Linked DNA regions of Mus musculus: all the other regions are linked to region 3. A link is a contact called in public HiChIP or PLAC-seq and promoter capture Hi-C data. All regions are on one chromosome and are shown on one strand. Each heading gives the region's core, a stretch centred on a gene start, on an enhancer-like site or on the middle of the called end of the contact. The rest is flanking DNA. Distances are from core to core; before and after follow the strand shown. Region 1 holds the start of Hexim1 (hexamethylene bis-acetamide inducible 1). Region 2 holds the start of Nmt1 (N-myristoyltransferase 1). Region 3 holds the start of Ubtf (upstream binding transcription factor, RNA polymerase I). Region 4 holds the start of Nbr1 (NBR1, autophagy cargo receptor). Region 5 holds the start of Ifi35 (interferon-induced protein 35). Region 6 holds the start of Hexim2 (hexamethylene bis-acetamide inducible 2). Region 7 holds the start of Map3k14 (mitogen-activated protein kinase kinase kinase 14).

Region 1 (2,700 bases), core at 13-2,512, 800 kb after region 3:
AGGCCTTCAGCTTTCCTTCTCGAAGCCTTCCCCCCAACACACACACACACCTCATCTCTGTGGATGACACCCCCTTTTTTCGGGAACGCATAGATTTTTGGGTTCCTCCCCAACACAGACTTCGCATCAATTGGCCCAATCTCTCCAGAGTATCCTGGCTAGGGAAAGGTTTGCGGTATCGGAAGCGAAGAGGCCAAGTCGACCCCGGGAGGCCATTTTCTTCGGCAGAAGCCGAGGTTCGGGGCGAGTCCTTCCTCCTCACCACGCGCTTCCCATCCGGGCTCAGGCGGAGAGCTCGGCCGCGGAGGACCACTTTGCTTTCACCTCTGGTGCGGAGATAGCTCTTGGCCTGGGTGGCTGCTCTCACCTAAGGGCCTCCAGGATAGCCTGAGGACCGACGTCACTCAGGACTCGAACCCGCCCTCTCAGTTCCTGAGGCCTAGTCTGAAGCTGATGCTCGGCAGGCCACCACACTGTCCCTTTAAGGCGGCACTTCTTAATTCATTTGTTTACTTCTTCATGCGCTTTTCGTCTTTTTAATAAATAGTTGTCCAAAATATCCTTCCGCTTATCTCTCTCCAAGAAACCCATCACCTACCTCAGAGACATTATTGTAATTTTAAGAATCCAATGTCAGTAATCACGACTAACAGCTCTCTTTATAGAATTTAATCCTCTTTTACACTTTAGGGACTACTTTTTAGGGACAGACCATTTTTGCATAAGTTGAAAACGGTTTATGGCCATCAGAACCTTTCCGCTGAGAACAGAATATGACAGTAGATTTTCAAACGCACCTTTTAATAAAAATATTCTGTATAAGCTCCCAAAGGTCATGGAATCTTCTTGTATTCCTGAAGCACAATGGTATGGTCCAGAACCCGCCCCATCTCCTCTGTAATTGGTCTTCCTTCCTCGGAGAGACGAATAACTCTTGCCCAATGACTGCTCACGTTTCTTCAGCGAGAGCTAAGCGATGGAAGAAGGCGGCCTGGGAGACGCCCCCTACGCATTCTATGATTGGCTACGTTGCACGGCGCGCGAGGACGGCGGGCCCGAAAGAAGGGAACTACGACTCCCGGCTGCCCCACACCTGGACTCCGTTACGCATGCGCATGGGCGGGGCTTACAAGCTTCTATATATAAGAGGCGCCGAGGGCTTGGAGACAGCAGTTGGAAGTTGGCAGGTGGAAAGTCAGGTTGGGAGGGGAAGCCGGAGGAGGAGGCGGAAGAAGAGCTGTCTGAAGGGGGAGGGAGGGAGGGAGGAAAAGAGGAGGAGGCGGAGGAGAACTGAGCGGAGCATCGAGCCAGAGGGGAGATGAGTTTGTCTGTCCTCGGCTAAGGCTCCGGCCCGGCCTGAGGAACTGGGAGCTCGGGTTGGAGCGACACCCGTGGAAGTGGGAGGTGGCGGCTCTGGGACTTTAACCCCTTGTGGGCTCTGCGGCAGGGGATTTAACCCTTTGTGGATTCGGCCCCTCCGAGGCAGCGTCATCGGGTAGTTTTAACCCTTTCGGGTTGGGTTTAACCCATTGGACTTAAACCTCCTCTCCTTGCGCACCAACTCCTCGTCTGTGGGAGCACTCGGCGGGGAGGCGTGAAGCCCACCCCTCTGCATATTTGCATACGGTGCCTGCTGCTGAACCCCCGGACCTGCTAGTTGGCCACGCTTGTGTGCGCTTAACCCTTTATTGACTGGACTCCAAGTTGCGATTGGAGTTTGCTGACAGGACGGACGGAAGGCGTCACTGCAGAAATTACTGACCGAAGAGGACTTTGTTGGACATATTTTGAAAAGAAAGAAAAACCTCTTTCCTTAAGCCAGAATTTCTCAAACTTCCAGAAGAGAACTCTACTAAGCCATGGCCGAGCCACTCTTGACAGAACATCAACACCAGCCTCAAACTAGCAACTGTACAGGTGCTGCTGTTGTCCATGAAGAGCATACCTCTGAGCGCCCCCCAAGCGCGGAGGAACGGGTGCCCAAGGAGGACAGTAGGTGGCAATCGAGAGCGTCCTTGCAGTCCGGTAGCCGTCCAGGGCAGGAGGGAGAAGGGGGCCTGAAGCACCAGCTGCCCCCATTGCAGACGAATGCCTGTCCAGAATTGAGCTCCCTGGAGAAGGGCGAGAAGGGCCAGAATGGGGAGGACTTATCCACTGGCGGTGCCTCCCCGTCGGCGGAGGGAGAGCCGATGTCAGAGTCCCTCGTGCAGCCAGGTCATGACTCGGAGGCCACCAAGCAGGAGGCTCCTGCCGCCGGAGGCGAGGAGCCATGGGGACAGCAACAGAGACAGCTGGGCAAGAAAAAACATCGGAGACGCCCCTCAAAGAAGAAGCGGCATTGGAAGCCCTACTACAAGCTGACTTGGGAGGAGAAGAAAAAGTTCGACGAGAAGCAGAGCCTGCGAGCTTCGCGGGTTCGAGCCGAGATGTTCGCCAAGGGCCAGCCAGTTGCGCCCTATAACACCACGCAGTTCCTCATGGATGACCACGATCAGGAGGAGCCTGATCTCAAAACCGGCCTTTACCCCAAGCGGGCAGCCGCCAAATCCGACGACACCAGCGATGAGGATTTTGTGGAAGAAGCTGGTGAGGAAGACGGAGGCAGCGATGGCATGGGAGGGGACGGCAGCGAGTTTCTGCAGCGGGACTTCTCGGAGACGTACGAGCGGTACCACGCCGAGAGCCTGCAGAACATGAGCA
Region 2 (2,700 bases), core at 172-2,671, 710 kb after region 3:
ACTCAGCACAAATAGGAAGGCTCTAAGCCCTTGTCTTTGGGCAATCTTCTCAGGATTATGATTAGACTAGCTAGTTACAGGACAAAGCCCAGAGGGACAGAAGCATTTAGGCAATTCTAAGATAGATGCTGCATTTACCTGGCTATAACTGATTCGTCCTTGGAAGTTGCCTGGATCCAACAGTGTGACTGGTGTGACGGTGAAGCCTTACAGAGGGCACAGAGTAGGTAGATACAGATTTATAGACAGATTTTGCCGCCTACAAACAATGTACCAACTTTTCTGGAACAGTCTTTTCATCTGTGAAAAAGGAATAATAATGGCATAACACATTCTAAGCTTGTTAAAATTATAGGAATTCAGGTACAAAAAGTCTTACGCCAGAGCCTGGCGTGTAAGTGCTCATTAAAGTCTTGTGTTGGGAGTAGGGGAGCTCGTGAGGCCTCAACCCCAGACTAAGAACTACAGGCAATTAAGGAAGGCTAAAAATGGGGGAGGAAATAGTTCTTCCCAGGCACACCAGCCCTGAAATCATTTGCATACAACATTATGCTTACTGAACGGGCTATATTTATATATTTAGGAAAACACACACACACCCATATGTAACAACAACTAAAGAAAAAGAGGCCATGAATTTGAGAGCAAGGTGGGGTGTATATGGGAGGGGTTAGAGGAAGGAAAGGGGAAGTGGGGAAATGGTGTAATTATCATAATCTTAAAAAAAAAGACTTGTTATGGAAGGCTCTAGAGGAGAATCAAAGGGAAATGTGAAGAAGAGCGCAGTGCAAAATTAGAAGCCAAGAAATGGTAAGCCTCCCCTGCAAGCAATCAAGTCTTTGGCTCGGGGGCAGTGTTCCACACACCTCAATGCACTGCCTCTCGGTTTTAGATTTCCAAAGACCCAGGTCTCCCTAAAGGCTGGAGTAGGGAAGGCAGCCGAGAGCAAACCTATAGGAAAGTCCTCTGTAAGGGCATTTGAGCTCCTGGAGAATCGCAGCCATGAACCTCAGTGTCTTTCACTTACCCAGGAATGGTAACGGTCCTTAACGTTAGCCGATAACGGCTCATCTGTGGCCTGTTGATTACCAAGGGCGGCCTGAAAACCTTGGACTTTGCAAGCCCTTTACTTGCGAAACTCTAATTCAACATGGAACTGCAACTCCCAGCGTGCCCCGCGACCACCCTATAAGGCGTACAGCGCCCTTCGTCTCAGAGGGCGGCCGAACCTAGGGGCTTCCGGAATTGCTGCCCGCTCCTCCCAAGGCAGCGTCCCTTCATGATTTCTGGGTTTTGTAGTCCACATCGGTACAGTTTTTTGAAAACAAGCCACCCTTAGTGGCAGATTTCTTCACACAAACTACAAAACCCAGAATACAGCGCGTACTTCCTCTGTCCAATAGGAGCCCTCCATGTAGCGGGGCGCGGAGTCCGGCTCTCGCAACCCAAGATGGCGGATGAGAGTGAGACAGCAGTGAAGCTGCCGGCACCTTCGTTGCCACTGATGATGGAAGGGAATGGAAACGGCCATGAGCACTGCAGCGATTGCGAGAACGAGGAGGACAACAGCCACAACAGGAGGTAACGAGATCATCGTAGCCCAATTCCTGTCCGGTCTCCCACAAGCTGGGTATCTGGGGTGCGGGGAAGTCACCGGGAGCTTAGTCTAACCCCACCCCCATGTTCTTATTGGCTAAGCCATTGAGATCCTACCTAGCGATTGGTTTTTGTCTTTGTCACTTACCAGGATGGGTGCTCAGATATTAAGGGTCGGAGACATGCAATACTTTTATTATATAAAAGTTCTGTTTAGTGTACCACTCCCTTGCTTTAGGCACGATGGGGGAAAAGAACATTTTGAACGGTAGATTTCAGTAGTACAATGCAGAGCAATCTAGAAGCTGCGGTTCAGAAGGAACGTTACTTATAAAGGTGTATGAGAAACGTGACTAGCCATAAACTAATAATAAAACATTTCGTTGTAGTTCACGCTCAATGAGGAAATTCACTAGGCTATACAAGCCATGCATATAATTATGTTGTAAAATATAACTGCCAGACAAGTCCGAAATATAAACTCACTATGATCCTATGTTATTAGTGATGTGATGTTTTGATTTATTCAGTGTCTGTTGCCTCAAATAATCGGTGAAGAGTCAATTTCATTGTACCTTCACTTTGTTAATTTAGTGAAGGGCCTCAAAGCTTCAATAAACTGATGTTGCTTCTTGGAGAACATGTGGTATTTGTGGGGTACTACTGCACGTCTTGTACTTTAGGGTCTCCCTGGGGTTTTTTGTTCGTTATGTTTTGCCTTTTTAGACAGGTTCTACTGTGTAGCTATGGCTGGCCTGGGGCATACAATGTAGAACAGATTGACTCCAAACTTGGGGTGATGTTCTTGTCTCTCGGGTATGGGGATTAGTACTGTTACAGGTCACTGTGTAGGTCAGGGTCTTACTATAAGTAATTTCAGTCTTTTGTTAGTAGAGAAGAAGAAATGGGCCAGATATTTGAGAATTTGTATTTGTCTTTGTTTTTCCAATCAGTACATCAGTAAGCCAGTCACGAAAAATGATGTATTTAAGTTCATATTATTTTCCTGCTGCTCTAACGCCCCCACCCAATATGTATGTATGTATGTATGTATGTATACATATGTATATTTTTGTGTAGAGACTTGTGGGTGTGTGATTGAGT
Region 3 (2,802 bases), core at 153-2,652:
AGCGGCTCCTCCTCCGGGCGCGGCGGCGGCGCTGGGGCGGCGGCTGCTGCTGCTGCTGTGGCGGCGGCGGCTGTGGCTGCTGCCTGCTGCTCCTCGCGGCGAAAAGCACAAAGCACAGCGCCCTCCGCCTGCAGGCAGCCCGCCCGCCCGCCCGCCGGCCCCGGCCTCAGCTCGCACACCCCCCGCCGCCGCAGCAGCCTCCGCCGCCGGAGCGGGGAGGAGGGAGAAGGGAGGAGGAGGAGCGGGAGGGGGGGCGGGAGAAGCGGGGCAGCGAGCGCGTCCTTCCCCGTAGAGCGCACACCGACCCCCGGGGAGCGAGCGCCAGCCCGCCCGCCTCGCCGGCTCCGCTCCCTCCCACAGCCTGCCCGGGCGGGCTCCGCGGGGGGCAGCTGGGAGGAGGGGCGGGCGCTGGGGGGACCCGGGCGGCCGAGGCGGAGGCAAGGAAGGAGGGGAGGGGGGTGGTGGTAGTGGCGGCGGCGGCTGCTGCTGTTGCTGCCGCCGGGGAAGGGGGGGGCCGGGACAGGGAAGACACGCAGCCGCCCGGATGGCGGCGGGGCTGCGAGCCGAGGCGGGCGAGCAAGCGGGCGGCTAAAGCGACCTCGCCAGCCCCGCGGGGGAACTAGCAGGCTTGGCCGGCGCGGGAGGAAGGGAGGGCCGAGGTGCGGCGGTGGAGAGGGTGGCCGGCGAGCCTCGCGGGTGCCGGCAACCCTGCTCTGGAGCTCTCTTCCAGGCTCTCCCAGCTTAAGCTCGGTTTCCCGGCCTAGTCCTCATCTGCTCCTCTCTCCCGCCTCCGGGAGCGGGCTAGCGACCACCCTGGTCCCCGGAGCGTGGCTACCGGCTTGGGACTCACGCTCCCGGATCGCGGTGCGAGGTTTCGGCGCCTACCTCTCGGTTCCCTTATGCTCCGCAGAACACCCGTGAAACTTAAAATATATATTCTTAGTCCCCTAAACAACAAAAACCTCTCCCGTCCCTCCTCACACCCGGGAATCGGCCAGGAGCTGCCGACCCCAGCGGAAGAGTCACTCTGGGAGCCGGTTCAATCCAGCCCGGCATGGCTATCCAGGCCTTCCCGGGCGCGTGGAGGACGGAGATTGGCGCCGCCAGAGAGCAACCCCTTTCCCCCGAAATCCGCGGCACCGAGGCTTACTTACCGAGCAAGTGGGTGCTAGTGAGGGCCGGGGGCGCCAGGCAGCACGGCAAGCGGAAGAGCCGAGCCGCAGCTCCGCAGCTGCCGGCGCCCGGGCAGCGAGTCTCCAGACAAAGCCCGAGATGGCGAAGCGGAGCGACGGCTAATGGCGAGCCCCACGCGCCGCGCTCCGCCCGCCCCGCTCCGCCCGCCCGCCCGCCCGCCTCGGCGCAGCGCAGCGCAGCGCCGCTCCGAGCGCTCGCCCGTCAGAGCCGCCTTGGCGCCGCCGCCTCCCGGGCCGCCCCGGCCTCGCCTGGCCCCTCCGCCTCCTCCGGGCGGCTCAGCCTCACCCCTTCCCTCCCACCGCTCGGGGGCTGCACGAAATTTTAAAAAAAGGAATAGTAAAAAAAAAAAAAAAAAATGTTTTTTGCTTTTTTTTTTTTTTCCAAGGCAGATGTTTTTCGACATTTAGCTCTTTTTTGGCTCCCAGCTCCCACTCACCTGCGGGGCCTCCGGCAGGGCTGGGGGCGGGGGTGCGCGGGGCTGGAGCCGCCGAGCGCGGGTTGAAAGCTAGCCAAGCTCTGCAGCGCCCGACCCGGGCGTGTACGCCGCCGCCAGTCCCCGCAGAGAAATCGTCCTCCTACCCCCGCCTCCATCGCTCTGCGTTTCTCTTCCAATCAGCCGGTCGCTTGGCGGCTCCTCCAGTCTCCGGCCAAGCCAGCTGCCTAGAGCGAGCTCCACTCCATCTGCTTGCCCGACTCCTCGCTCTCCTGTCGGGGCGGGCAAGGCAGCTTGAGGCCGGAGGGGGATCTGTGAGGGATCCTGCCTGCTCCCTCTCCCATTGCTCCATCCTTGCTGTCTCCTGCCTCCTCCTCTCCTGCGTTTTTCCAACTCTCCCCTGTCGCCACTGGTGTGTGTCTGTGTGCGCAGGTTTTCTCTCTCTCTCTTTTTTTTTTTTTTTTTATTGCTTTGCTTTTGCAACCCTGAAGCTAAAGCGGGATGGGGGCGAAGGGGAATGTTACAAAAAAGAAAAAGGGAAAAAAAAAAGCCTCCTAGGTTTGCAACGTATGAAAATACCCGGGAAGTACCCCGCCTCGTTTGGGTCTCGGTGCCCGGCGAGGGCCTTCCGGATTTCAGAGCCAGTCTTGGGTTGTTCTCGATGTCCCCCATCTTCACCGGCCGTATGATCCGAGGAGTTAAGAACAAAAAGTTCACCCCTGTGTCGTAGTAGGGTGTCAGTGGGAGTTGGGGAGGTTTTTCAAGAAGCAGCGGAACGGCCATCCCTTTACCCTGGGCTTCAGTAACTAGGCCGCGACCGGGGTAGGGGTTTAGAGCAAAATCCCAGCGCGTTTGTGCGAAAGAGCTGGAAGGGGGAAGTCGGAACCGGGAACGGAGCTTCGTGCGTCTCCCCCTCGGTCTCTGCTTCCAGTTGCCTGCAAGCTCCCCCTTTAATTTTTTTTTTTTCTCCTCCTTTCCTTTAATCTAATTTCTTCCAACTCCACCTTTGTTGTTACCGGCGTCACGCCTGGATCAGCCAATCCCCTTCTCGCAATCAGCTTGTCAAAAAGGCTTGGCCAGCCCTGAGAAAGCAGGCCGCGGGCGCTGTCCCCCCACCCCGGCGACGACGGGGAGCCCACAAGAGAGCTCCGCACCCCGGTTTAAGGCAGGATTTG
Region 4 (2,700 bases), core at 133-2,632, 770 kb before region 3:
AAACTGCTAAAGCGTCTCCACCCTACCTCTTCTGGATGTTTCCCTGTTAAGGCTCTCTTTAAACACGTCTTCTCTGCCAACAGCATTCATTACTATTGCCATTCCCTTATGTACTTCCCTTCTAGAACCTTCTGTGAAATGTACTCGGGTCTAGTTCTTCAGGAGTTTCCCTCCACAAACTCCGTTTTTCCCCCCTCTTCCCTGCCACACTTCTGCCCGCCTTTCCTCTCATCCTTTAGCCCGCATCCGTATACAACCTTCAAGATACGATTACAGCCAGAACTCCCCCTCGTAGATCCTTTGCCCTCTTCCTCACAGCTGCCCCCGGGAATGCACAAACTGCACCCTTCCCAAGAGTCCTGTTTGAAAACGTCTGGGACCCTTTGGTTCCGCCCCAGGTACTTTCCTAATCAGTAAACACCCGTCTCCACCAGCAGCTTCCTGCCTTTCATATGAGTATTCCGGGGTACCCTTTCTGTTCCTCAGGGCTGTCTCACCTTTTCTCCGAGAAAAAAGATCCGTACTTCCAAGCGCCGAGGACGGAGAAGCCCCAAGAGAGGTGCTGGATCCTCTGGCTGCACGGGCAGCGGCCGCGCAGCCGCAATTACAATCTATCTAAAATTCCCGCGCTCTCCGTCGCCAAGGAAACCGGCCGCTTGGCGCCTAGCGCTAGCCTTTCGGAACACAAGATCCAGACACGTCAGCGGAAGGGAAGGGAGGAGCGAGTTGGGGGGGGGGGGTGCTGAAACTGTTTCTGGGTTTGCGATTGGCTACCTAGTCTTTTTTTTTCCTGTATGTCGTCACTAGAAAGAGACGGAAGAGAAAGAATTTCGAGGTTTCTCTTAGGCAGCCCCTTCGCATCTACGCCTGCTTATTACGTCACAGTAGTTCTGTACAAAGGGTGGGAATCGCTCCCTGAGGCCGGAATATGAGCGCAAGGTAGTGCCCAAAGCAGTTGCAAAACGAGGTCTCATCCCTCCCTCAGCCTTCCTGCCATGGAAGTCTCCAGTTTCGGTAAATAAGAGACTTGTGTAAGAAGAACTACCAATTCCAGCATGCATTGCGGAACGAAAGGCCTTCTCCACAGCATCTCTTGGAAAGTGTAGTCTTACGGGAAAAGAGCTTCTCACACCGGAAGCAGGCACGAGTACCACAGGAACCCAGTCGGTACAGCGGAGACCTCCTCGCAGTTATGCGTCTTAGCTGCTATGAATCGCAGCGTTCTGTGTTCGTGTTTTGTGCACAGAAAATAGACTAAAAGGAGCTGTGGGTTCCAGGAAGACTACAATTCCCGTCCAGCCCCGCGATTCTCGGGTAACTAGTCCGCCAATGTCAGTGACCTGGGAAAAGCAGAGGGTGGCCAATCGGCTTGGGAAAGGGAAATCCAACCAGCTGACTTCTGCGCGCTAGTTCCGCCCCTCGGCCTGGGTGTTTGTTATTGTTATGCGGTTCAGAGAGCTTCTGTCCCTCCCTTGCCAACGCAGCACTGACCAATCGGTAGAGAGGTTATTTTGAGGGGCAGATAGAAAGAGCCAATCATCTTGTGGAAAACTCCGGGAAACATGGGACTAGGCCCGGTCTCTGTCCGCCATGTTAGATTCACCCCGCAGGGATAGCAGGCGAGCTGGCCGCGAACGGTCCTTGCACTGGCCACTGGCAAGCGCCCCCCGTGGGCGGAAAGCTGGTAAGGAAGCTACCACTGTTACCTAGAAGTAGGGGCACGCCGTTCTTAGAGTGCTCGGGGAAGTTCAAGGGGAAAATCTTGCAAAGAGGAGTGACTTTCCGTGTTCAGGGGCAGCCAGTCTTTTCAGTGACCAGATGAGGGAGTCGCTTGGGTTGTCATCGATAGTGGGGGGTGGATACTGCCTGAGGGAGACAGTTCATGGCTTAGAAGGGCCAGTTTCTGCTAAGAAAAGGTCTCGATCCCCCCCAGAACATAAAGAGGGCTTCGATGGTGGTGACACTCACTGTCCTGGGGACATGGAGTTCCGGGAAACCATTACTGGAAGACTGGGATTAAGTCTGCGACAAGAAAGGACATACATCTTCCTCATTCTGTCCCTTTCCTATTTTTAAGGCTCTATTGAAGGAAGATATCTTGAGCTAGGACCTTCCAAATTAGAAAGGCATCGTTTTTCCCGTTATGTCAAACACCCACCTTTCAGATGACACATTTTAAAACTCAGGTTGCTTGTGCCAGCTTCTGGTATAGAAAATGAAGTTCAGATTCCCAAATTGGCTTTATTAAAATTATTTGTCGGGGTTGAAAAATAATCACGTGAGGAAAAGCTGACTTAGCCACATGAACGTGAGTCAATAGGTATGAGTTTACAGTGCCATTTAGGAAAGTGCAGGCTTAGGCCCAGCTACCTGACTGCTGGAGGTAAACCTTCAGGTATAGATGTGGTTAACTGTACTTTTGATATTTTCACAAGTTCAAGATGATTGCTCTGGCTGAAAGAATTTTCACACGTAAGCCCTTTATGAAGACCTGTATATTGGCCAGCTAAACTAGAACCGCCTACTTCCTGTTTTCTCCCATGGGCAGAACAGCTGGTTGCTCCAAAGTATGGAAACTAATTCCCACTTGTGTAATTTCAGAACGGGGAAGAATAGTTTCCTTCCAGACAGAAAAGAGTGGAAGAGTATTTCTTGAAGTTGGAAAGTGTGTTTCACAATTTTTACATTTTGGTCACTTTG
Region 5 (2,700 bases), core at 140-2,639, 870 kb before region 3:
GCCAGGCCTATACAGAGAAACCCTGTCTCGAAAAAAAAAAAAAAAAAAAGCACTGACTTCTTTCAGAGGCTCTGAGTTCAAATCCCAGCAACCACATGGTGGCTCACAACTATCTGTAATTAGAATCTGATTCACAACTCTGGTGTGTTTCTGAGGACGGCTACTGAGTGCTCATATAAATAAAAGGGGGCTGGTGAGATGGCTCAGTGGGTAAGAGCACCCGACTGCTCTTCCAAAGGTCCAGAGTTCAAATCCCAGCAACCACATGGTGGCTCACAACCATCCTTAATGAGATCTGATGCCCTCTTCTGGTGTGTCTGAAGACAGCTACAGTGTACTTACATATAATAAATAATAAATAAATCTTAAAAAAAAAAAAATAAATAAAAAATAAATAAATAAATAAATAAAAGGGCTTTTTAGTTGGGCTGGTGAGATGGCTCAGTGGATAAAAGCACTGACTGCGCCAGACAGTGGTGGCTCAACGCCATTAATCCCAGCACTTGGGAGGCAGAGGCAGGCGAGTTTCGGAGTTCCAGGCCAGCCTGGTCTACAAGACAGCATGGTTACAGGACAGCCAAGGCTACACAGATAAAACCCCTGTCTCGGAAACAATAAAACCAACAAAAAGCACTGACTGCTCTTCCGAAGGTCCTGAGTACAATTCCCAGCAACCACGTGGTGACTCGAAACCATCTGCAATGTGATCTGACTCCCTGGTCTGGAGTGTCTGATGACAGCTACAGTGTACTTACACATAATAAATAAATCTTTTTTAAAAGAAAAAGGTTACCAATAGCCATGTGGATACTGGGAGTTGAACCTGGGTCCTCTGGTACTCAACAGCTGAACCCTTTATATTTTGGGTTTTGGAGGTAGGATTTCTCTGTGTACCTGTGGCTGCCCTGAAAAATCACTCTGTAGACTAGGCTTGACTGGTCACAGAGATCCACCTGCCTCTTTGAACGCTGGCATCAAAGATGTGCCGCCGCCACTTGACTCACAGGTTTTTTTTGTTTTGTTTTTTTTTTTTGGTTTTTTGGAGACAGTTTCTCTGCATAGCCCTGGCTGTCCTGGAACTCACTTTGTAGACCAGGTTGGCCTCGAACTCAGAAATCCGCCTGCCTCTGCCTCCAGGGTGACTCACAGTTCTTTAATCACAGCTTTTTGGAGGCAAAAGCAGACAGATCTCAAGGGTGTGAAGCCAGCTAGAGCTGCAGTACTGAGAGCCTGTCTGTCTGGAAGTCTTAAAAATCCTACCATGGTTTATGCTAGAACTGGCTGCCTGGGAAAGTCTTCCCTTTGCGGTCCCAGGAGCACATGCCTGACTGGGTAGTTAGATTTGATGACTTGGAAGGCTCCGCCCAAGGGTGGGGCTGTATGCTCAGAAGCAGAATTCACAGAAATGAAAGTGGAAGTGAGGCCGGCAAGCAAGCAACAGCAGTGGAAGTGTGTTTCAGACGCTGCTGGAGGCTGAGGAGACCAGAGCCACCTCTGAGGGGTCAAAGAGTTTAGTCCTTCAGAACTCTTCACTGCCAACCCTGCTCTGAAGCCCCAGCTTCTGCCAGACGTGAGAGCCATGTCTGTGACCCTGCAAACTGTAAGTACGGGAGCAGGGGAGCATTTGTCGCATGTGGGGAGGGGCGGGAACACAGTGTTCTAGGCTTAGACCTGCTCGGCTCAAGCCTGCTAAGGGTGGAAGAGAAGTAGAGCGCTTAGGGTACCTTGGTCTGTGGATCTTGTCATTTACCTATTGTCAAAACCAGGACTCTGACACCTAAAGTAAGGACCTTGATCATTCTTTTTGGTTTTTCGAGACGGGGTTTCTCTGTTTAGCCCTGGCTGTCCTGGAACTCACTCTGGAGACCAGGCTGGCCTCGAACTCAGAAATCTGCCTGCCTGTGCCTCCCAAGTGCTGGGATTAAAGGTGTGCGCCACCACTGCCCGGCCTTGATCTTTCTTTATGTGGATGTATGCTTCAGGGTTGTAGAGAGCTGTAAGCATCAAAGGTTTCTGGCTATTCTAAACAGCAAAGGGAATACTCTGAGGTACTTCCCAGCCAAAAACTCCTCCCCTCAGAATGCCATGTCAACCTGACCATTGGTCCTCTCTGGGACAGGTGGTCTTTCTAAGTGCCTCTGACTGAGGCCACCTCAGATAGGCTAGGTTGAGCTGTGAAGTCTGCCTGCCAACAGCCAGTGAGGCCTCAGGAGGAAGCACAGTGGGCAGCCACCTTCGAGGAGGGATCCAATGCAGCTTGTCCTCAGCAGCTCTGCCTCCCCTTGTTAGTCTTCTGGCACGGAAAACTTCCATTTATCTCCCAGATACAATAAAAAAAGGGAGCGATTTGGAGCCAAATAAGGAAAAAGCAATATTGAAGAGCCAACCTGCCTGGTTTCAGATCCTAGTTTCTTCAGACATGTTGCACTGGACCAAACATTAGCTTTTCTAAAGTTGACAGTCTAATCCCTTCACTTACTATGTAGGGATATTACACTTCTTCACAAAGATACCTAGAGGGAAGGCTAGAGAGCTAGCTCAGTCTATAAACTGCTTACCTTAAGAGTATGAGAAGAGGGGCTGGAGAGATGGCTCAGTGGTTAAGAGCACTAAATGCTCTTCCAGAGGTCCTGAGTTCAATTCCCAGCAACCACATGTAATGGGATCCGATGCCCTCTTCTGATGTGCCTGAGAAAAGCA
Region 6 (2,700 bases), core at 64-2,563, 810 kb after region 3:
TGGGGCGACACACTTCAGGAGTTTCCAAAAGCGGATGCTGACGTTCGAGGTCAGGCCATTGGGAGAGTCGGGGCTCGATGGGAGAAATCTTGAGGGCAAGAGAGCTCAGAAATTTCCAAGCGCTAAGCTCGAGCTTTCCACGTGCCCAGATCTAGTTGGTCCCAGGGGGAGTTGGTGGCTGTTATAGAAGTTAGAGGGTTGTTGCTTTTCGCAGCCCTGAGAAGTGGGATGGACACGGTGTATGGGGGTGGGGAGGCGGGTGCAATCCGGCCGGGCAACCTCGGAGCCTCCAGCTCACTAGCACTGCTCAGGGCATGCGGCCAGAGTTGCAACCTCGGCCCGTCCCTGCGAGCCAGGGTCTCCAACTGGCGTCGCGCCCACCTCGTCCTTCAGATGGGGGTCCGGCTACGCCGGGCCTGGCCGCCATACCCGGGATGAATGGGGGTGACGAGAGGCCTTGGGCAGACCTCGGCCTCAGGATCACGTCCCGGTGGAAGCACAGCAGAGGGGAAGCCGTCTTACTGGCCTCTCCTCTGCTGGGATCCCGGGAAATACGCGGTAATTACCCCAAAAGGCCGCTCTCAAAGGCGAGGCGGAGAGGCTGCCGGGACGGTTTGAGGACTGGGCTCGGCCGGGGAGACGCCAACCTTCACCCTTCCCAGCCCCCGACCCAACTCCCCGCCGTCTCCCGGCGCCGCCACTTCAGGCAGCCCACTCGGCCCGGCCTCTCCCCGCGCCCGGACCACCCCCCATGGGGTGCTCTCACTGCGCAGCGAGTCCCTCCGCTGCCTCCTCCCAGCCCAAAATGGCGGCGGCGGCGGCGGCCCCCGAGCTGCTCGTCGCCTTCCTCAAGGCTAGGGAATCCCTCCGCGCGCAAGCCCCGCCCCCGCGACCGGATCTCTATTTCTCCCTGGTAAAGCCTAACGCCATCAATGAACTCTTTAATTGAGCTCTGACAGGGCGGGTCCAGTTGTGCTTCCGCACAGCTAGTTGTTGACAAAAGTCGGGAGACTGGCAGACAAGCGACCCAATCAAAGAAGAGATCGGTGAGCGCGGGACGTTCACGCAAAGGCAAATAGGTTTTTTTTTTTTTTTTTTTTTTTTTTTTTTTTTTTTTTTTTTTTTTTGGCGTTCCTGGGCATGGTTGTTGACGTAATGGGAGCTTGAAAGTATCCTGGGCAGCTTTCCTAGGGTGGAAGAACTACAACCCCCAGCAGCCATTGCGCTGCCAGGCTGTCCTCTTCGCCCCTCCACCTCCCCCCCCCCCCATCTTAGGGCTTTAGCGGCTTGGCCAGAGCTGCTGCTACTGCAGCAAGAGATAGGGCAGAGGCGTTGAGACTCTCATGGACAGGCGGTCGCACAGAAAGACACACAGAGGTAGTGGTGTACACTAAGCCCTTGACAGCAAATAGGTCAGTCCCACCTTCGTTAAATCTCCCTGCCAGGACTTTTCCCTCCTCCAAGAACTCCATTTTTACTCCCATTGAATTTTTTTTCTTCTTCTTTCTGTCAGCTGCATGTAGTTTGAAGACTTCTTCCCTTTAGCTCCCCGTTCCTTGAGACAGGAGAGAAGCCGTCCAGGCCCTGTAGACAAAAAGACTTCAACCATAGGCTCTGACCAGGTCCCAACCTAGAGAGATTGAAGGTGGTCAAGATAGGGGCTTCCAGGAGCTACAGACCCACCCTCTCCACAGCATCCCCCAAGCAGTGTCCTTTCTGGGTGACAGAGCTCAGGCCTACCCTCCTAACTGCCAGCCTGTCTTTACTTATTAGGAGAGCAGAGGCCCAGGGCCTCTGCTCTCCCACTTGGTCCCTTGCTGGCTAGCAATGTGAAGACTAGAGTATGGAAACAGCCTTCCGAGTCTTCACTTGAAAGTGAAGGCCATGCAGGTCTGGGGCCACAAAATGGCTGCTGCTGCTGTGACAAAACAATTCCTGACCAACCAGCTTCTGCCTAAGGACTTAGGTTTCTGTTGTTGTTCAAAGCAGGTGACAGTAGTTAAAGACATCATCTGCTGCAAGAGTAGGAGAAGATGGCCACTGTGAACCATACCAACTGCAACACAGCGTCACCAGCTGCTCTGGAGGAGGCCAAGGTAAGTACCCACCCTCCCAGCCACCTGAAAGCCCTAAACGTGGGGTCAGATAGCTGAAATCCTAGGGCTTTTGTTGTTTTGTCTTGTTGGTTGGTTGGTAGATTTAGAAAACCAGTATTTTATTTTATTTTCGTTTGTTTGAGACCTTGAGGGGGGAGGTGGGGGGGGGTGTCTTTCTGTGTATCCCCAGCTGGCCTCGAACTTGCAACAACGTTCTTCTTCAGCCTTCCAAGGGCTAAAATTACAGCCTGCACCACCACACCCAGCTAGAAAGCCAGTGTTTTAAATGAGTCTGTACTGTGCTCTGGGAAGTAGGCCAGAATGTGATTCAATGATGGCTCATGAATTCCTAAAAGCCCTTCAAGGTAGATGTTATTTCCAGTGGACAGAAGCTGAGGTTGGAGAGCTGCACTACCTTTTCCAGAATCAGGCAGCCTGTGAGGAACAAAATTCCACCTTACATTTAGGGTCTTCTGATAACAGTACCTTGTCTCTCAATGACAAGTGACCTCAAGGACAAATAACTTGGTTAGAGATTTTGCACTTAAAAAAAAATTTATTTTTTCCGGGCTGAGAACCAAGAATGAGTCAAGACAAGAGATTT
Region 7 (2,700 bases), core at 59-2,558, 950 kb after region 3:
CAAAGCATCCTCTCACATTAACAGCAAAAAGATCACCCCAACCCCCCCCCCTTTCTCTATCAAAGTTAGGTTATGCTGTTCTTATTCAGGGATCTGGAGAACTCACCCTCACTCATGGCTCTGAGGCCACAGACGAGGCATATCATCCCTCACACCTGGTTCAGGTACTTCGCTTACCAACTGGACAACAGTCTATGCATCTGACCACACCTACCACTAAATGGGAAAGTTACTAAGCAAAACCCTGCAGAACTGAAGTTAGGAAACAATCCTCTAATCTTTCAGAGAGACTATGTTTCTAGATACTCGCCAGTGTTCCGAAGTCCACTGGTCATGGTGCCACTCCTCGTTCAGTTCATTCTTTTAGCGCCCTTAATCCAGTCATTAGTGTTCATTGTCTCCAATTAACAACAACAACAACAACAACAACATGTCATTAAGACACTGATATTTGAAACTTTTCTCCACTCATCCACTTGACAGCCCATGCACACCCCTATCCATCCTTTAGGGCTGTCAGCCATCTTTTAATCTCAACTGGGGGGTGGGGAGTGGAGGGGGGGAGGTCTGAAGTTAATGAACATGATGAGGTTCCAAAGCAGGTGGGAATCTCTGCCTCAGACAAATGTTTCTTTTCACTTGGTGACAGGTGGCTGAAAGTTGCCAGAGCCGGGAAGAGCTTCCAGGACGGGACTAGTACATATAAACAGATTCCAAAAGTTCCGAGTAGAACACAGAATTAGAGAAGGGTAAGGACCATCGAGGAGGGAGGACAGCACCATCAGCGACTAGCATTGCTCTACTGAGTGCCCAGAGCAGTGATCCTCTCAGAACAAGTGATCCCAAGCAGTTCAAAGGGAAAGGCTGCTCATGTCACTGCTAGGGCAGTGGAGCGATCACCTTCTCTTGGGGGACACTTAGGAGCCAGGTCTGCCAGTAGGGCGGCTGAACTCGATGGCACGGATGTTGGGGAAAGGGAAGCAGACAGTACCCGCGCGCGTTCCGGGCAAGCGTGTGACCCGTGGGTGCGCGGCCTGGAGGTTCTAGGCGAGCACGGCGTTTCGAGCGTGGCGCTGATGGCGCTGAGCGTGCGAGCGGGTTAGACCGTAGTCACCCGGCCACCCCTCCCAGCCATCCCTCGTGGACAGCCCGGCTGCAACCCAGTCCCCGCCTGGGAGGCGCCCCTTCCCCGCCCGCTCCCTCGGCGTCCCGCTTTAGGACTCGGGGTTCTGCCCAGTCACCTACCGGCGGAGCGCCGTTGTCCTCAAACAAGCGAGTGTGGCGCTTCGCTGGCCAGCGATCGCTCCGGGCCCCTGCTGCCCCTCCTCGACCACGCCCCCGTGCCTATCCCCGCCCCGGGCCACGCCTCCCCCCGTGGCTGCGACTTTGCTAGCTTCCCGCCTCCTTTCTTTGGCCGCACCGCGACCCTTGATCCCACCCATTCCTATAAGTTAGCCAATAAAACGCCTTGATCCGGTCGGCCTGCCGGCCACTCCTCAGCAGCGATTGGCTAGCGAGGCCTCCCCAAAATGGGCACTGTTTCCGGCCAGGGTATCCAGCGCCGAAGGCTGGGTGGATGGGCGGTCTGTAGGCGAAGGAGGCCAGGGTGTTGGTTGAACTACACATGCGCTCTCGCCTTCTGGCAAATCTTACGGGCTGCATTCTTTTTGAGGTTACGGGAAGGAAGGGCGACTGTACGCATGCGTGGGCATTCCCGGCTTCGGCTTTGGTTACCTTGGAGACGGCGGGGCGCTCTCGCTCTGAGGTCTTGGGTTTCTCTGCTTTCTGCTTGAGGGCGAGGCTGCTTCGTGGGGGCCTGGTGGGGCCAGAAACATTTTTATGGAGCACGTAGAGTGAGCCCGGTTCTGTAAAGTGTGTGGAGATGAGGTTGCTCTGCCTACCCTCGAGAAGTGTGGGGAGCCAAAGGCCTATGTAGGACAGACCGGGTGTTGAAACGCTCTAAGGGAGTGTGCAGATGTGGTACAGTCTCCTTCCACCCCGAGAAGCTTCATGGTGTGTGTGCTGAGCACGGGATCCATTCTAAACTACAGAGTCAGGAAGACTTGGTCTTTGAAAACGTGCTCTCTACAGTGCCCTTTTTATGGGGCCGGGAAAGAGTGTAGGGAATTTATGGATTTTTTTTTTCTTTTCTAACTTTGCTAATGGGCTTCCTACTGTACCACAAGCTTCTGTTTACTGGTAATAAGAAATTACAAATATGTGTTTTTTAAAAAAATGTTTCCAGAATAAAAGATGCGCTGCGACCTTAGAGACTCTGCAAGGAATCCTAACTGCAGATGCAGGGACTGGTGGTATGGTGGGAGTGGCAGCCATATTCTTGGCTGGTTTGAGAAATAAGGAACGGCCTGTCTGGAAAGGTTTGAGCCAGGGCCAGACCACTGTCTGCTTGTGACCACTTTGCAGACCTAGCTTCTTTCTGGAGACAAGTTCAAGCCGACATCTGTTGTTGGACACCGAGAAAGGCCATTCATTTAGACAATGTGGAAACCCCACAACCTGGCCTGCATTCAGGAGGCTGAGGCAGGAGGATGACAAGTTTGAAGCTAGTCTGAGCTGCATAGCCTGACTTCTATGTGGAAACAAAGCCAACTAGATGAGAACCTGAGAGACTCACCCCTCTCCCCTGGGCCAGAAATATGTTAGAGCAAAGCCTGCAGTTGCCCATAGTCCATTGTTACG

The links. Promoter capture Hi-C pulls out the DNA fragments that hold promoters and counts their contacts. HiChIP or PLAC-seq counts read pairs in DNA pulled down with a chosen protein or histone mark.
Region 1: a promoter capture Hi-C map of embryonic stem cells shows a contact between it and region 3. The contact joins the promoter of Hexim1 here to the promoter of Ubtf in region 3. A contact is called at or near these places in 4 of 39 promoter capture datasets (cranial neural crest, embryonic stem cells, erythroid cells and 1 more) and 1 of 484 Hi-C or Micro-C datasets (embryonic stem cells).
Region 2: a FOXA1 HiChIP or PLAC-seq map of pancreatic cancer cells shows a contact between it and region 3. The contact joins the promoter of Nmt1 here to the promoter of Ubtf in region 3. A contact is called at or near these places in 1 of 39 promoter capture datasets (hippocampal neurons), 1 of 115 datasets of contacts at active chromatin or transcription factors (pancreatic cancer cells) and 1 of 9 other capture datasets (adipose tissue).
Region 4: a contact with region 3 is called in an H3K4me3 HiChIP or PLAC-seq map of bone marrow-derived macrophages, with 4 times the contacts expected there. The contact joins the promoter of Nbr1 here to the promoter of Ubtf in region 3. A contact is called at or near these places in 2 of 115 datasets of contacts at active chromatin or transcription factors (bone marrow-derived macrophages and pancreatic cancer cells) and 1 of 9 other capture datasets (adipose tissue).
Region 5: a promoter capture Hi-C map of embryonic stem cells shows a contact between it and region 3, with 4 times the contacts expected there. The contact joins the promoter of Ifi35 here to the promoter of Ubtf in region 3. A contact is called at or near these places in 1 of 39 promoter capture datasets (embryonic stem cells), 1 of 115 datasets of contacts at active chromatin or transcription factors (bone marrow-derived macrophages) and 1 of 9 other capture datasets (liver).
Region 6: a contact with region 3 is called in an H3K4me3 HiChIP or PLAC-seq map of bone marrow-derived macrophages, with 6 times the contacts expected there. The contact joins the promoter of Hexim2 here to the promoter of Ubtf in region 3. A contact is called at or near these places in 2 of 39 promoter capture datasets (erythroid cells and liver), 2 of 484 Hi-C or Micro-C datasets (both in embryonic stem cells) and 2 of 115 datasets of contacts at active chromatin or transcription factors (bone marrow-derived macrophages and pancreatic cancer cells).
Region 7: a contact with region 3 is called in a promoter capture Hi-C map of liver, with 2.2 times the contacts expected there. The contact joins the promoter of Map3k14 here to the promoter of Ubtf in region 3. A contact is called at or near these places in 2 of 39 promoter capture datasets (liver and pre-B cells), 2 of 484 Hi-C or Micro-C datasets (CD4 T cells and CD8 T cells) and 1 of 115 datasets of contacts at active chromatin or transcription factors (pancreatic cancer cells).

What each region holds. Positions count from the first base shown.
Region 1 is chr11:103,115,063-103,117,762 of GRCm38.p6, forward strand. It overlaps Hexim1 (hexamethylene bis-acetamide inducible 1), which reads left to right and starts at 1,263. Exons shown (of 1, transcript NM_138753.2): 1 at 1,263-2,700. The coding sequence starts at 1,860.
Region 2 is chr11:103,027,122-103,029,821 of GRCm38.p6, forward strand. Nmt1 (N-myristoyltransferase 1) reads left to right here and starts at 1,422. Exons shown (of 12, transcript NM_008707.4): 1 at 1,422-1,581. The coding sequence starts at 1,451. It also overlaps a transcript of Dcakd not described here.
Region 3 is chr11:102,317,694-102,320,495 of GRCm38.p6, forward strand. Ubtf (upstream binding transcription factor, RNA polymerase I) reads right to left here and starts at 1,403. Exons shown (of 21, transcript NM_011551.7): 1 at 1,155-1,403.
Region 4 is chr11:101,551,272-101,553,971 of GRCm38.p6, forward strand. Nbr1 (NBR1, autophagy cargo receptor) reads left to right here and starts at 1,383. Exons shown (of 24, transcript NM_008676.3): 1 at 1,383-1,684. It overlaps Brca1 (breast cancer 1, early onset), which reads right to left and starts at 684. Exons shown (of 23, transcript NM_009764.3): 1 at 498-684.
Region 5 is chr11:101,447,023-101,449,722 of GRCm38.p6, forward strand. It overlaps Ifi35 (interferon-induced protein 35), which reads left to right and starts at 1,390. Exons shown (of 7, transcript NM_027320.4): 1 at 1,390-1,600. The coding sequence starts at 1,580.
Region 6 is chr11:103,132,046-103,134,745 of GRCm38.p6, forward strand. Hexim2 (hexamethylene bis-acetamide inducible 2) reads left to right here and starts at 1,314. Exons shown (of 3, transcript NM_027658.2): 1 at 1,314-1,412; 2 at 1,990-2,096. The coding sequence starts at 2,034.
Region 7 is chr11:103,266,093-103,268,792 of GRCm38.p6, forward strand. Map3k14 (mitogen-activated protein kinase kinase kinase 14) reads right to left here and starts at 1,309. Exons shown (of 16, transcript NM_016896.3): 1 at 1,246-1,309.